Regions from separate parts of the Sus scrofa genome. Here regions 1, 3, 4 and 5 are each linked to region 2. Evidence: chromatin contacts called from public Hi-C and targeted proximity ligation data. All regions are on one chromosome and are shown on one strand. The core of a region is the stretch at or near the end of the contact, and the rest is flanking DNA. Distances in the headings are between cores, read along the strand shown.

Region 1 (2,700 bases), core at 178-2,677, 220 kb before region 2:
GATCACAGCCTATGTCACATTCTTCACTTGGCCCCGCAGAAGGGCTGACCCACCCTCGAGTGGGACTGGGGTGAGATCTCACTGGTGCTCCAGGGCCCTGTGAGGCTTTGAACCCTAACACATTCTTCCAAGACAGAAGGGGCTCTTGGCTCAGCTCAGAATGAATTCATCTTCTAAGTGGAGATGTCAAGGCCTGGCAAACACTCCTGCTAATGATTCGGTGCTGAGATATTCATGGGCAGCAAACAGTGAGCCCCATGGAAATGGGTCTGCCGGTGAAACCAGGGGGCCGTCACTCTCACAGGAGAAGGCCTGATACCTCCTCTCGTTCTGCAGCAGTTTCACCAGGGTCTGCTAAAGAGTGGAATGCTTTTTCTTGTCACTTTATTAATTCTGAGTAAGGGGAGGTGATGCAGCCCGAACACCTGAGGGAAGGCAGCCATGGCGCAGCTTCAGAGGACATTTCCAAAAAAGGGCGTGAGCACCAGTGACCCTCCAGTCAGCAGAAGGGAAGCCAGTGGGGACCCCGGAGGAGGGAGAGGGGGTGCAGAGCTCCCAGACCCAGTGAAGCGTAGGACCCCTCCCTGGGCAGAGCTAGGCATCGGCTGCCTCTCTGGGAAGCTTCTGTGCTCCCAGAGCCCAGCTTTACAGCCACACCTCTGACCAGCAGTGTCCCGGCCTCGCCTGGGGCTCCTCCAGGCCCACACTCTGCTAGGAATTCTCCTGCAGGCACTGTGGGGCCGGATGGCACCGTTTCACGTCAGCAGTGTTCTATTTGATCGTAGATGGAGGACCTCAAGTGCACAAGGACAGAACTTTTATTAAAAACTTTTGTTTATTCCCTTTAAAAGCATAAAGAGGGAGTTTCTACATCTTTTTTTTTTTTTTTTTTGCTGTTTTAGGGCCACACTCATGGCACATGAGGTTCCCAGACTAGGGGTCAAACCCGAGCTGCATCTGCGACCTACACCACAGCTCACAGCAACAGTGGATCCTTAAGCCACTCAGCGAGGCCAGGAATTGAACCTGTATCCTCATGGATACTAGTTGGGTTTGTTTCCACTGAGCCACAATGGAAACTCCTATTTTTTTGGTCATGCCCAAGGCATGTGGAAGTTCCCGGGCCAGGGACTAAGCCTGCGCAGTAGCAGTGATGGCGAGCCACTGCAGTGACAAGGGCGGGTCCTTAACTCCCTGTGCCACAAGGGAAACCTGAGGGCTTCACTTATTAAGAAGTTATTTTTCCTTGCTAGGGCCCTTTCTTCCAGCACTCACGTTGTTTCTCGCTCCTTTAGTGCGATCCTGCAAAAGTGAAGTTTGCCAGGAGTTGAAATCAGTGGGTGTAATCCCACTGATATGTGGAGTCCTCAGTGCCAGCAGTTATGCACATTCATCTCTGTTTCTGGGCGGCTCCCTAGGAAAATCTATTTTCAGGACTGATGTTTACATTGCTGAGGGAGAGGAGAGGCAAGATCAAAGCCCCGTGGCCGCACCAGGCCGGAGGACTAAGGGGGAAGCAGCACTTGACCAGCGCAGTGCAAAGTTGCTACACTGCTTTTTCAGTGAAATGGAAATTGCTCAAAGGTTGGAAAACAAGGGAGCAGTGTCTCCACACTCCATAGGTTTAAACTGAACATCAGGAACTGAGGGCATAGGAGCCAAGAAAGGCAGCAAGGGCAGAGGGCAGGTGTCCCAGCACAGCCTGGAAACTCTGCCCCGTGCTCCAGCTGTTGGGGGATGAGAAGAGTCCCTCAGAGCCCAGAGGCGCCTTTTGCAAAGCCTACGACTTTCTGTCGTTCTTCTATATACCAGTCTCAGATCCTTCCTACCACTTTAACCTGTTTCTTTCTTGTTAGTAATAATCACTCAATTATTGTTGTGCAGCAAGCACCTCCAGTAAAGCACAGGGCTGGCCCCAGGGCGGAAGGACTTGCTGCTTGGCTTCTCATCTGTAGGTTTCCTTATCTGTAAAATGGAGATAAATTTAGGACTGTTGAAAGAATTGAACGAGTTAGTACATGGAAAGCACTTCAGTGTTACATTAAGTGTTAGCTCTTGCCATTATATAGCATTTAATTCTATGGATGTGCCATATTTTATTTTTGGCCATGCCCACAGCATGTGGATGTTCCCGGGCCAGGGATCAAACTCATGCCTCAGCAACAATCTGAGCCACAGTAGTGACTCGGGATCCTTTTAACCTGCTGAGCCACACAGAAACTCCTGGATGTGTCGTATTTTAATCATTGAACCACTCGGGTTATTTGTCATCCATTTCTTGTTTTTGTCCTTTGAGATAGAGAAGTGGTCCTCTCAAGCTTGTCTGCCAGATCTCTGAATTGGTAACATTAAAACAAAACCCACAAATGTGTTCAGTTCAGCAAGCTATGGTCTCCTGAGGATGTCGCCCGTGGATACAGAAATGAAACACACTGACGTCTCTAGAGGAGACACTGAAACTTTCTTTTGGGATTATTTCTCTTTTAGTTCTTTCGCTGTCTTTTAGATCAGAGGTTATTTTTGTAGGGATCTACTAATGAGGGTGAAGTAGAAATGCAGGTTTCCTTTGGAGAAGGTGAACTGATTAGCACAAAAGGTGTAGCATTACCTGAGTCCCTGAGGAGAGCAGGAGCTGTCCCTTACAAAGGGTTGCACCCAGTTTTTGGGAAAAATGCCTGACTTCTTCTGTGGTCCTTGACA
Region 2 (2,700 bases), core at 35-2,534:
ATCTCTAGTAGAGAGAAAACCCTCAGCCTAGGCACTCAGGGGGTCTTGGGAGAGGAAAGAGAAGCCAGGCCTCTGATACAGAAGAAGCCTACCCCTCCCACTTCGGGGAGAGCAGCCCGCAGCGCAGCGGTGGCCGGAAGTGCTGGGCTCTGGGGAGGCTGAGTGGGGAGGGGCTGCCTGAGAGCGGGGTCTCCCTGCTGGCCTGGGATATTTATAGCACCTGTGTTTCTAGACCTGTCTCCACCTGGATTTGTACGGTCTGCGGCTGCAGCGTGTGTGGGGAACGAGGCGGGCACATTTTGCTGCAAGGGCCAATTCTCGGCCTTGGGACTCTCTAGCTGGAAGGGAAGTTACAAAATCAAAACAAGGGGCCATCTGGGGGAACACCAAGGCAGAGCGGCGCTGCTGTGCTGCGTCTGCAAAGCAGTCGGCGGTGAAACCCGGGGCTTTCCAGCCCCACCTAGTGTTGCATTTACCGCAGCCGTGGGCGTGGGTGAGGCAGGTGTGGGCGGCGGGGGAAGTGGATCCCACCCTGCCAGTCTCCAGGCGGCTCTGGCTTTCCCTTTCCCGCTGTTCCTCCAAAGAGTTAAAGGCTGGAAGAATGTTCGCTCTCCTTGGGGAATCTCACTTTGAAAGAGGAGCCCAGAGAGCACGTGGTGGCCCATCCTCTGTTCAGACCAGCACGGAGAGTCCAAGTCTGCGGCCCCACCATCTAGGTCCGCACCCTCAACTTCTCCTAATCACTACATGCCTGGTTGCTCTCAGACTGCGATGACATCATCTAAAAAAATGAAATAACTGTCCTTTGGGCTTTTCAAGGACCTAGAGGGCAAAGAGTCCCGAGGAAGAGTCCAACGCCGGTCCTTGAGGCAGCCATCCACTGTGCCTACCCCTAAAGCTGCCCTGACGACTCCACCGCCACTTATACTGGTGTAGAGGCCCTGGGCAGGCTGGGCCGAAGATCCAGGAAAGTTAACGATGGCAGCCGCAGATACCCAGAGAATCGAAAACATCATTGACATTACTCTTCTCTTTTAACCTCAGGGCGGCACAAATGAGGCGGCATTATTGTTAGGGTGACCATTTCACAGGTGGAGAAACTGAGGCTTAGAAAGGCTAAGGGATGTGCCCCAAGGTGACGTAGCAAGGGCCACCGTCAGTTTCAAACTCTGATTCTGGGGACCCGCAGGGGGTCGCGGCGGCTGGGACCACGGAGAAGAGAGGGCGGGCGCGGGGCCGGAGCAGTTCCGGCGGTGGCGGCAGCCGAGCGAGGAGGAGCTGGGGCCCAGGGACACCGCGCAAGCCCGGGGCCGCTGCAAGCCAACGGCTGGTTTGGTGGCCCGGGACGAGAGGTGGCCGGCCGGGGATCCGGAGCAGGACGGCGAGGCTGAGGCAGCTGCCAGACACGGCTGGTGACTGGCCCGCGCCGCCGGCCCCCACCTCCGGGCCGCGCTGCGGTCGGGCAGCGAGCAGGCCACATACCGCGCGGCGCAGAGGAAATGGCTGGAATTCCTCCCGCGGCGCCTCGCTCGGGCCTCGGGGCGGGCGGGGCGCTGGCCAGGGCTGCCCGGGCTCCCAGCCTCGGGCACGGAGAGGGAGTCCTCCCTTGGGAGCGCCGCCGCCACTCACTGCCAGCATCGGAGCTCCCAGGGCACGTGAAAGGGCGTAGGCTCGTCCCCGGCAGAGACTCCCGCGTCCTGCCCAAGTCTCCTGCCCCCTTAACCTGTCTGTGGCTCAGGTTATCTGGGCTGCCCATCTGGGGGAGAGGTCCTGCCCCCTCCCCGCTGATCTGGCATCAGGCCGCAGGCTCTGGGGCTGCACTACACGCGCAGCACGCAGCACGCGAGCGGCGCCGCAGAGCGGGAGCCTGCTGCTCCAGGCAGTGAGGCCTCTGCAAGGTCCAGCCTACGCTTTTTGGAAAGCCCTGGCCACGGATATCTCCAAATGTTCTAGGCTATTTAAATGTTTGTTAAGTGAATGAATGAGAATTGGGCAGCACAGTACAAACAGAAGCAGAGACCAAAGGAAAAGCAGAGCAAATGGAGATCCTGCTAGAAAGCCTTTGCTTCCGGCAGACGCAGAGAACGCACTTGTCTACGCCTGTCCGGCCTTTCTCGCCTCCCACCCCAAGGCAAGTCCAGGCCAGAGCGCCCTGTACTATTACTTCCCCGAGACCGCTTTGACCGTCACACCTTGATCCTAACCTTAATCCCAGGGCCCATTCTCACGCTCTTTCCCTGGTTTTAGGCTCTGAGTTTGCTTGAGTGATAAACGCCCTTTTCCCGCTCCTACCTTCCCCCACCTCCACATACTTCCCACCCTGGCCCACCTCCTTTCTCCACAGAGGGCTCAGGAGGGTCTGATTCCAGAAGTGCGGCTGTCCACCCATTCCGAATGGGACTGGGTCACAGAGGGTGGTGCCCTGGGACCAGGATGGCGCTGGCTATGTCTGCTCCCCACCCTGCCCTCCCTTCTGTTTCAGGTTGGAACAGGGCAGCGTCATGGTTTCTCAAACTGATCCACATCTCTGAGTCCCAAGTTATCAGCTTAAACTTCCACCCTCTCTAGGGGCTTCTGAGTAGCCAGACCTAAACCTGGGGAGGGACTCTCCTGCAAGGCCCTGGCAGGTATTAGGAGGCCAGAGGCAGGCCTGTCTTAATGCACTTGCCTCTCCTCAGGCAGGCCTGGGGTGGGGGGCGG
Region 3 (2,700 bases), core at 163-2,662, 130 kb before region 2:
TTGGAGTAGGACTTAAGCTCAGCTTCTCGCATGAAAATACCAAAATTACAACTGCTGAACAATCACCACCAAAACAGGTCACACAATAAAGTTATCACTAAGAACTGTTACATGCGTTGCAAATCTGAAATCCATCTTGCTACTCTTACCTGTAATATCTTCTTATTCTTGCATCTGTCCCAATCCCTCCATCCAAAGAGCAATTTAAAAAATAACTTTGTTTCTATAAGTTTCTTCTTTCCACATTTAATTTTAAATTTAATTTAAATTTACTGAGTCATCCCAAGGCTAGTTATGTTAGTAAGAAATTGTTTATAGATAGTTTATAATCCAGCAGAAGCAAAATTACATACACATACATACACCAAAAGAGACCCGTAATGAAATTTTAAAACAGCTTCAAGAAGAGACAAAACATAGATCAATTTCAGGAATTAATTTGAGACCTTAAAGGATGAAAAACTTTTGATCAGAAGGATAAAAACGATCCATGAAGGAAGAACTTTACTCAAAATCTTTTTCTTTATCTCAGATTCCCTATCATATGCCCCACAGCTCCAACTGTATATCTCTTCCACTCTCTCCGCATTTTCAAGCTCCCTGCTACCTTTTGCAATGTCAGTTACTTTGCTTCATTCTTTGAAAAAAAATGGAGCACTACATGTACTTCATCAAATTTTATCTTTTCCATTTGGAATTTCATCTGTACTTTTCTCCTTTCCTTTTGTCTCACAGGAATGTGTACTTTAGTTCCCTTAACCGCTCATTCTTTTAAAGTATCTTTTGAGCAGAAATGACCAAAGAGCATTTGACTCTCATAGAGGAATGGAGCTCTGTGCTGCCTGGTCTGAGGCAATGTCTGCCCAGTTATTTTCATATACAAAGAGCAGCTCAGAAGTCTTTGATATGCTGTCAAAATAATAAGACACTATCCTATCCCCTACCACAATTATGAATCATTTTAGCCCAAGGCCCCACCAAGGAAATTCACACCTTCTAACTGATTAATGTAATTTACTTATCAACAACGTTTACAGCAAACTCATGAGAATCCCTCTCTTGTCATAAATGTTATCTGGAGCAAGAGCCAAATGATGCAGATCTGTGCCTGCACACTATCCCAGAGTCTACATAATTAGCAATGTGTTTTTTGGGAGAAATGATATCCTTTAAATTTCAATTTTGCCTCTGGGTCCTCTCATTTCTCAAGTGGCAGTTACAATGCTTGATATTTCTGGTTTACCAGCAGTTTCCTGGTTTAAAAAAATGACTGTTTCCCACCTTCAGATAATTTGACTCCTGTGCTTTTATACCATTGTGTACTAACAGCTTGTCTTCACATATTGCCAGTAGGCTGTATTCTCAAATTACATTCATTTGGTCACCCCAAGAGGTCTTAATGGGTTTCCCAGGCACCAGCTGTGACATAATTTGTCTTCCTGGCAGTTAAAACTGCCAGAGTGTTCCCTGGACCTTCCCTTCTGCTCCAAAGTACAGGTAATTTTTTTTTTTCCTTTTGGCAGGGATTCAGCTGTAACTGGTGTATATATTATGAACATATGCCGTCAAAAGGAAAGAATTCTCCAACAGAAGAGAAGGTATATGAGAAATTTAAATGACTGGCCACCTCTAAAACTACTGGGAAAACTTTCTACCTTGTGTCTGATATAATATATTCAAGAAAAAAAATGGAGATTAGCTTTTAATACTGCTGGCACACTGGAAAGGATAAACTAAAAGAACAGAACTAAAAATACTGAAATGACTAGTTAGGTGTGTTTTTGATTTTGGCATTTACTGAATGGCAATACTACCATGAAATGACATAGACTGTCATTAAACCATTAGCAAACACATTTAGTTTTAGTGATACCTGAAGTCAAGTCATGTTTCCATATCACCACTATCTAGCACAACCATGTAATAGATGTCTTCATCAATGAGGAAGCTGACCTATACTTTTAACTACAGCTTTATAAAAGGGTTCCACCTACTTATCCATGGTTTATAGTCTTGCCTCTAAAGAAAAATCCTCTAAAAATGCTAAATATTTTATGAAGATGGTAGTGATTATTGTCCTGTCAGTAATTTATGCGAGACTGAATACTACAAATTCTAATTTCACAGGGGACTAAGAAATTCACATACAAAACTTTCTTATAGTATCAGAAATGACTTAATTCTTTTAACTGAGGTATAACTGACATAACGTTAATTTCAGATTCTTTACTTATTAAGTGAAAGAAAAATACAAAATCCCTACAAAATAATTTCTTTTTAAAAAAGTTTTCCTTGGTTAGAAAGTACTTTGCTTAAAATGTTTATTCCAAATATTTATATCATTAATATATTACTCCTATTTAATGTCAAAACTGATATTTGATCTTTTTTTAGGTTATATAAAAATGACAATAGTGAAGTTTCACTTATTTCTTTTCCAGTTACTTTCTGTAGTAAACCATATATAAACTTCAAGATAAAGCTGTTTAGAATTACCAATAATAAAATTAATGAAACTTTTAAAATGTACTTCTCAATGTTTTAATATCAAGAATAGAAAACAGGGAAATTTTTTCACTAATGATAGAGTAATTCTTAATGAGTTATGCTCATTTCTCAAATAATATTTCTCCGAAGTATTATATAATCAATCCTTCCATCATCGATCCATTTTATAGCCAGTAGTTCAAAGCTGGTGTC
Region 4 (2,700 bases), core at 144-2,643, 160 kb before region 2:
GCATATAAAAAGAGTTCTCACATTTTTTACAGTTTGACACCCTATGGGATACTTTGATCCTATTCAGCCATGATTTCTTCCTCCACTGCCCAAAATCCTCACTTCCAAAATTTATCTAATAAAGTAAACCCTCATTAAATATTTAGAAACCAATAATCACTGACTAGTCTGGCCCACATGTATTTGGTGTTATAGGCCAGAGGAAAAGACTATAAAAGATCACAGAAAACAGAAGAAGTCCCAACTGAGATTTATAGGTGCTATGTTTTACTGCTGCAAATACCACATCAACCATTTTGGAGACCTTTAAGTCTTTTCTTTCTTTTAAAACATATTCTTAACAATGCCCATAATATCCTTATGTTCTGAGTTTTCCTTAAGAAACCATTTTTAATAAAAACCCATATTTAAAAAAATACACAAGTAAGAACATGAAATTAAAAAATGAACAAATGTTAAGAGGATACCAACCATTTCACACAGTCTGTATGACCCAGGTAGTGTCGTTGAGTTCTCTCCTCATAATTAAATAGTACTACTACTGATGCTATGAAATAAACAATTTCCCCAGTAGGAAGAAGGTAAACATTAGCCCGACAGTCCTTTCCACGATAACCATATCTTAAAAGAAAGAGTCAAGGTTTTTAATCAACATACTTTTCAAAGTGATAAATGAACAAATTTTTCATGGATACTGAGGGAAAATAGGAAGGTATAAGGAAAAGGACCAGACTGGAACTAGAAAACTCATGTCCTGCCACTAGCCCTTGTGTAAACTTGAGACTTTTAATATGCTTCAATCTTAGTTTCTGCATTCAACAAATAAACATATCTTGAGCTCCTAATGTGTGTCAGGCACAGAAATGAACACAGAGTTCTGAACAAAACAAATGTAGGGTCCATGTCCCTGGAGTTAAAGCTTTTGCAAAGGTGACAAAAATTAACCCAAATATATCATTAGAAATTATTGGAAGAAAAACAACAGGATGCTAGGAGAAAGCATAAAAGGAGGATATAATTTAAATGGAGGGAGAAGGAGTTCCCTGATGGCCTAACAGGTTAAGGACCTGGCTTTGTCACTGTTGTGGCACAGGTTCGATATCTGGCCCAGGAACTTCTGCATGCCTCAGGCACGGCCCAAAACCACCCCCCCAAAACAAACAACAAAACAAAAACAAAAACACCCCCAAAACTAATTTTTAAAACAAAAAAATGGAAACAAAGATATCAAAAGAGCTATCTGAGGAAAGAAAAATGAAGAGATAGAGATCAAAAGAGCAATCTGAAAAAGTGACATTTATTCTTGCCCTAAATGATGAATAAGAGACAGCCAGGCATTGTCTCATCCTGGCAGTGTCCGCTAAAAAGTTGTGCAAAAAGAATCACAGGATTGGTGAGTTTTCTTAAGCTAATTTCTGTCAAAAGGAGGGAATGATTCAAAGGGTAGGGGAAGTAGATTTAAGAGATTGGAGGCAAAGAGCAGAGTTCAAACTATTAGCTTCCTTCTACTTAACTGAGTTTCTCAGAGGTTCTAAGAAAAGTAAGACTTTCTAAGTGAAATTAAGAGAGCTCTGTTTTATATACTGTTTTATATACTCATTTTTTTTTTTTAAAGTTTGGTGGTAAGGAAGTTAATTCTGGAATTAGAATCCACTTGCTAATCTGAACTCTTAATAAAACAATTCACATTACTTTCTAGGTTACAAGATGCTTAACTGACGTTTTCTTACTCAATTCTTATAATGGACTTGTGAGGTAGGGTTATTAACCTCTTTTTTAAGTGAAGGAAGCAGGGCTAAGTGGGAGAGCCAAGACTCGAACACCAGTCTTTCTAGTCTGATGCCTTTTCTACCACACTGAAAGTACCTGCCTCCATGTTCACAGAACAGTGTTTACCCTATCTGATATTAATTTTGGTAGTTCTGAATTGCTAATAGCAAAATATATTTAATATATGAAAGAGTTACAGATGACATCTCTTTACTTTCTTAAGTATCTTGCTATGTTTATTACATTTACTTTTTTGGGTATAGAGACAATTTTGATAGAAGTTAGGTAAACAAATATTTCTTAAACTAAAGACGAAGCAAACAGATTTGCTGTCATGACAGGAAAGGATACACCCACTCCAGTTTGAGCTTCTCAGGAGGCAGTTCTGTTCTGATGTCGTCATAGTTGTCAACATCAGAAGGAATGAACATTGTGATTGGCCGACCTCGCATAAACATTTTAATATATTCTCCTTCTGTTGAAACACAAGGAAAAAAAATGATATGTATTTGCTGAACGTCATAGAAAAGTGGATTATTAAAGTGATACAATAAAACAAGATAAAAAATAGCTATAGTTCTATTCTCATTACATATACTTACTTTTGTCTAATGAACTAACCAAAATACTGGAGGAAAAACCATTGGTCACTTTCCTGAGAATAACTATTTTCATAATTAAAATATAAATTATCTCTAAGTTTCATAATTAAAATATAAATTATCTGTATTTCATAATTAAAATATCAATTATCTGTAAATATTTCAACAAGAAGGCCAGGAAAGCTGAGGTGGAAAAATGCAAATGAAAATCATTTTGTGATGGAACTTTCCATGACAGATGAAAAGAAGATTATCAGGATAGACAACAACCATGTCCACCAGGCTACCTGATCAACCTACTGACATTTAATGACACAAAACACATGGC
Region 5 (2,700 bases), core at 2-2,501, 190 kb before region 2:
AATCTTCAACAAAATCCTAACAAACTGAATCGAGTAACATATAAAATAGAGAACAAGATCAGGATGACCACTCTTGCCACATCTATTCAAAACTGTACAAGAGATTCTAGTCAAAACAATCAGTCAAGAAAATGAAAAACAATTCAGATTAGAAAGAAAGAAGAGTTTTACAGGGTGCATAGTCTTATATGTAGAAAATCCTGAGGAATCCATTAAAAACTATTAAAACTAAGAAATGAGTTCAGAGGTGCAGGATCCAAGAGCAATGTATTTATATATACTAGCAATGAATATTCTGAAAATGAAATTGAGAAAACAATTTCATTTAAAATGGCATCAGAGATACTTAGGTACAAACTTAACAAGGCGCAAATTTGTACCCTAAAAACTAAAAAACATCTTTGAAAAAATTCTAGATTTAAATAAATAAAGAGCTGTTCATAAATTAGAAGACCATATTAAAATAGTGACGTTCCCCAAACTGATCCATAAAGGAAAAAACAAAACAAAACAAAACAATTCTTATCAAAATGCCAGCTGGCTTCTCTGCAGAAACTGACAAGCTGATCTTAAAACTCATGTGGAAAATCAATGGATCCTGAATAGCTAAACTACCTTGAAAAAGAAAAAAGTTGTAGGACTCATACTTCCCAATTTCAAAACTTACTGCAAAACTACAATAATGAAGATTGTGGTACTGGCACAGGATAGACATATACATCAATGGGCTATAACTGAGAGTCCAGATAGAAACCCATACGTTTATGGTCAACAGATTTTCAACAAGGGTGTCAATATCCTGCACTGGGGAATAACATTCTTTTCAATGACTGGATATTCACACCCAAGAGAATGAAGTTGGATATCTACCTCACATCATATACAAAGATTAATAATGCAAGATGAATCACAGACCTAAAGATAAGAGCTAAAACTATAAAATTCTTAGAAGAAAATACAGAGGTAAATCTTTATGACCAAGAGACAAGAGAAAGAATAGATAAATGGGACTATATAAAATTTTGAAGCTTTTGTGAAATAAATGTAAACATAAAGGGAAAAGACAACCATTGGAATGAGAGAACATACTTGCAACTCATATATCTGATAAGGTACTATATCCAGAATATATAAAGAACGCTTATAACTCAACAATAAAAACACAAATCAATTCAAAGACAGGCACAGGATATGAGTAGACACTTCTCTAAAGAGGTTACACAAGTGGTTGGTAAACACATGGAAAAGACATTCAACATCATTAGCCATCAAAGAAATACGTATCAAAACCACAAAGGAGTTCCTGCTGTAGTGCAATGGGTTAAGAATCCGACTGCAGTGGCTGGAGTTGCTGTGGGGGCGCAGGTTGAATCCATGGCCCGGCACAGTCACTTAAGGATTCAGTGTTGCCACAGCTGTGCCATAGGTTGTAGCTATAGATCCAATCCCTGGCCTGAAAACTTCCATATGCTGAGGGGGAAGCTGGAAAACACACACACACACACACACAATGAAAAAGCACTTCACTAGGTTGGCTAAAATGAAAACAAAGTCAATGACAAGTGTTGACAAGGATGTGGAGAAATTGGAACCTCCATACTTTACTAGTGGAATTGTAAAATGGTGTAGCTATTGTGGGAAACAACCTGGAAGCTCTTCAAAATGTTAAACACAGAGTTATCAGCAACTTTACTCCTTGGTATATACCTAAGAGAGTGGAAAACATATGTCTACACAAAAACGTATGTATGACTGCTCACAGCAGCATTACTCCCAGTGGTCAAAAAGTGGAAATAACTCAAATGGTCACCAAGTGATGAAGGAGGTATATTCATATAATGGAATATTTGCTGACAATAGGGATGAAATACTTATATATTCTGTACAACAGGGATGAACCTTTGAAAGATTAAGTGAAAGAAATTAGAAACAAATGACAATGTATAATATGACTCTATATGAAATGTCTGGAATTGGCAAACCCATAGAAACAGAAAAGTAGATCTGGAAGTAGGTGGGGGTGAGGAGGAGTGAAGGCTAATGGGTATAGGATTTCTTTTTTGGGTTAATGAAAATGTTCTGAAATTAGCTTGTGATGAAAGTTGCACAATCCTGTGACCTTCCTAAAACCTAATGAAGAGTGTGTGTGTGTGTGTGTGTGTGTGTGTGTGTGTGTGTATTTTGGCTGCGCCTGCCTGCGGCACACAGAAATTCCAGAGCCAGGGATTGAACTGGTGCCACAGAGGCGAACTGAGCCACAGCAGTGACAACACTGGATTCCATAATGTGCTGAGTCACTAAGGAGCTCCTGAATAATATACATTAAATGGGTGAATTTTATGGTTATATGAATGATATCTCAATAATGCTGCTAAAAAGAATCCTTACTATGAGGATTAGCAATGTCAAGGAAGTACCATGTCCTCTTAGGTCCATGCATTTAATTTTTTCCCTCAGAAGTTACAGTAGTAATATATTCTTTTTTTGTGTGTGTGTTTTTGTCTTTTTTTTTAGGGCCACACCTGAGGCATATGGAGGTTCCCAGGCTAGGGGTCCAGTCAGAGCTGTAGCCATCACCCTACGCCAGAGCCACAGCAACGCAGGATCTGAGCTGCGCCTGTGACCTACACCACTGCTCATGGCAATGCCAGATCCCTAACCCTACTGAGTAAGGCCAGGGATTGAGCCCATGTCCTCATG

What was found. A called contact is a pair of places that touch in the nucleus more often than the background predicts.
Region 1: a Hi-C map of omental adipose tissue shows a contact between it and region 2, with 2.3 times the contacts expected there. A contact is called at or near these places in 2 of 5 promoter capture datasets (fetal liver and liver), 26 of 47 Hi-C or Micro-C datasets (alveolar macrophages, blood, brain and 16 more) and 2 of 2 datasets of targeted methods (alveolar macrophages and skeletal muscle).
Region 3: a contact with region 2 is called in a targeted proximity ligation map of skeletal muscle. A contact is called at or near these places in 1 of 5 promoter capture datasets (liver), 5 of 47 Hi-C or Micro-C datasets (blood, embryonic fibroblasts, fetal skeletal muscle and 1 more) and 2 of 2 datasets of targeted methods (alveolar macrophages and skeletal muscle).
Region 4: a targeted proximity ligation map of alveolar macrophages shows a contact between it and region 2. A contact is called at or near these places in 2 of 47 Hi-C or Micro-C datasets (alveolar macrophages and embryonic fibroblasts) and 2 of 2 datasets of targeted methods (alveolar macrophages and skeletal muscle).
Region 5: a contact with region 2 is called in a targeted proximity ligation map of alveolar macrophages. A contact is called at or near these places in 2 of 5 promoter capture datasets (fetal liver and liver), 25 of 47 Hi-C or Micro-C datasets (alveolar macrophages, blood, embryonic fibroblasts and 15 more) and 2 of 2 datasets of targeted methods (alveolar macrophages and skeletal muscle).

The regions. Positions count from the first base shown.
Region 1 is chr3:98,001,919-98,004,618 of Sscrofa11.1, forward strand. No RefSeq gene overlaps it. Among named protein-coding and RNA genes, the nearest start is that of EML4, 150 kb to the right of the region's middle.
Region 2 is chr3:98,217,852-98,220,551 of Sscrofa11.1, forward strand. No RefSeq gene overlaps it. Among named protein-coding and RNA genes, the nearest start is that of PKDCC, 49 kb to the right of the region's middle.
Region 3 is chr3:98,089,544-98,092,243 of Sscrofa11.1, forward strand. The region is part of intron 2 of EML4 (echinoderm microtubule-associated protein-like 4); the gene reads right to left. Among named protein-coding and RNA genes, the nearest start is that of EML4, 65 kb to the right of the region's middle.
Region 4 is chr3:98,062,083-98,064,782 of Sscrofa11.1, forward strand. EML4 (echinoderm microtubule-associated protein-like 4) reads right to left here. Exons shown (of 23, transcript XM_021087581.1): 7 at 2,122-2,245; 8 at 472-621. Among named protein-coding and RNA genes, the nearest start is that of EML4, 92 kb to the right of the region's middle.
Region 5 is chr3:98,028,065-98,030,764 of Sscrofa11.1, forward strand. All of the region lies in intron 17 of EML4 (echinoderm microtubule-associated protein-like 4), which reads right to left. Among named protein-coding and RNA genes, the nearest start is that of EML4, 130 kb to the right of the region's middle.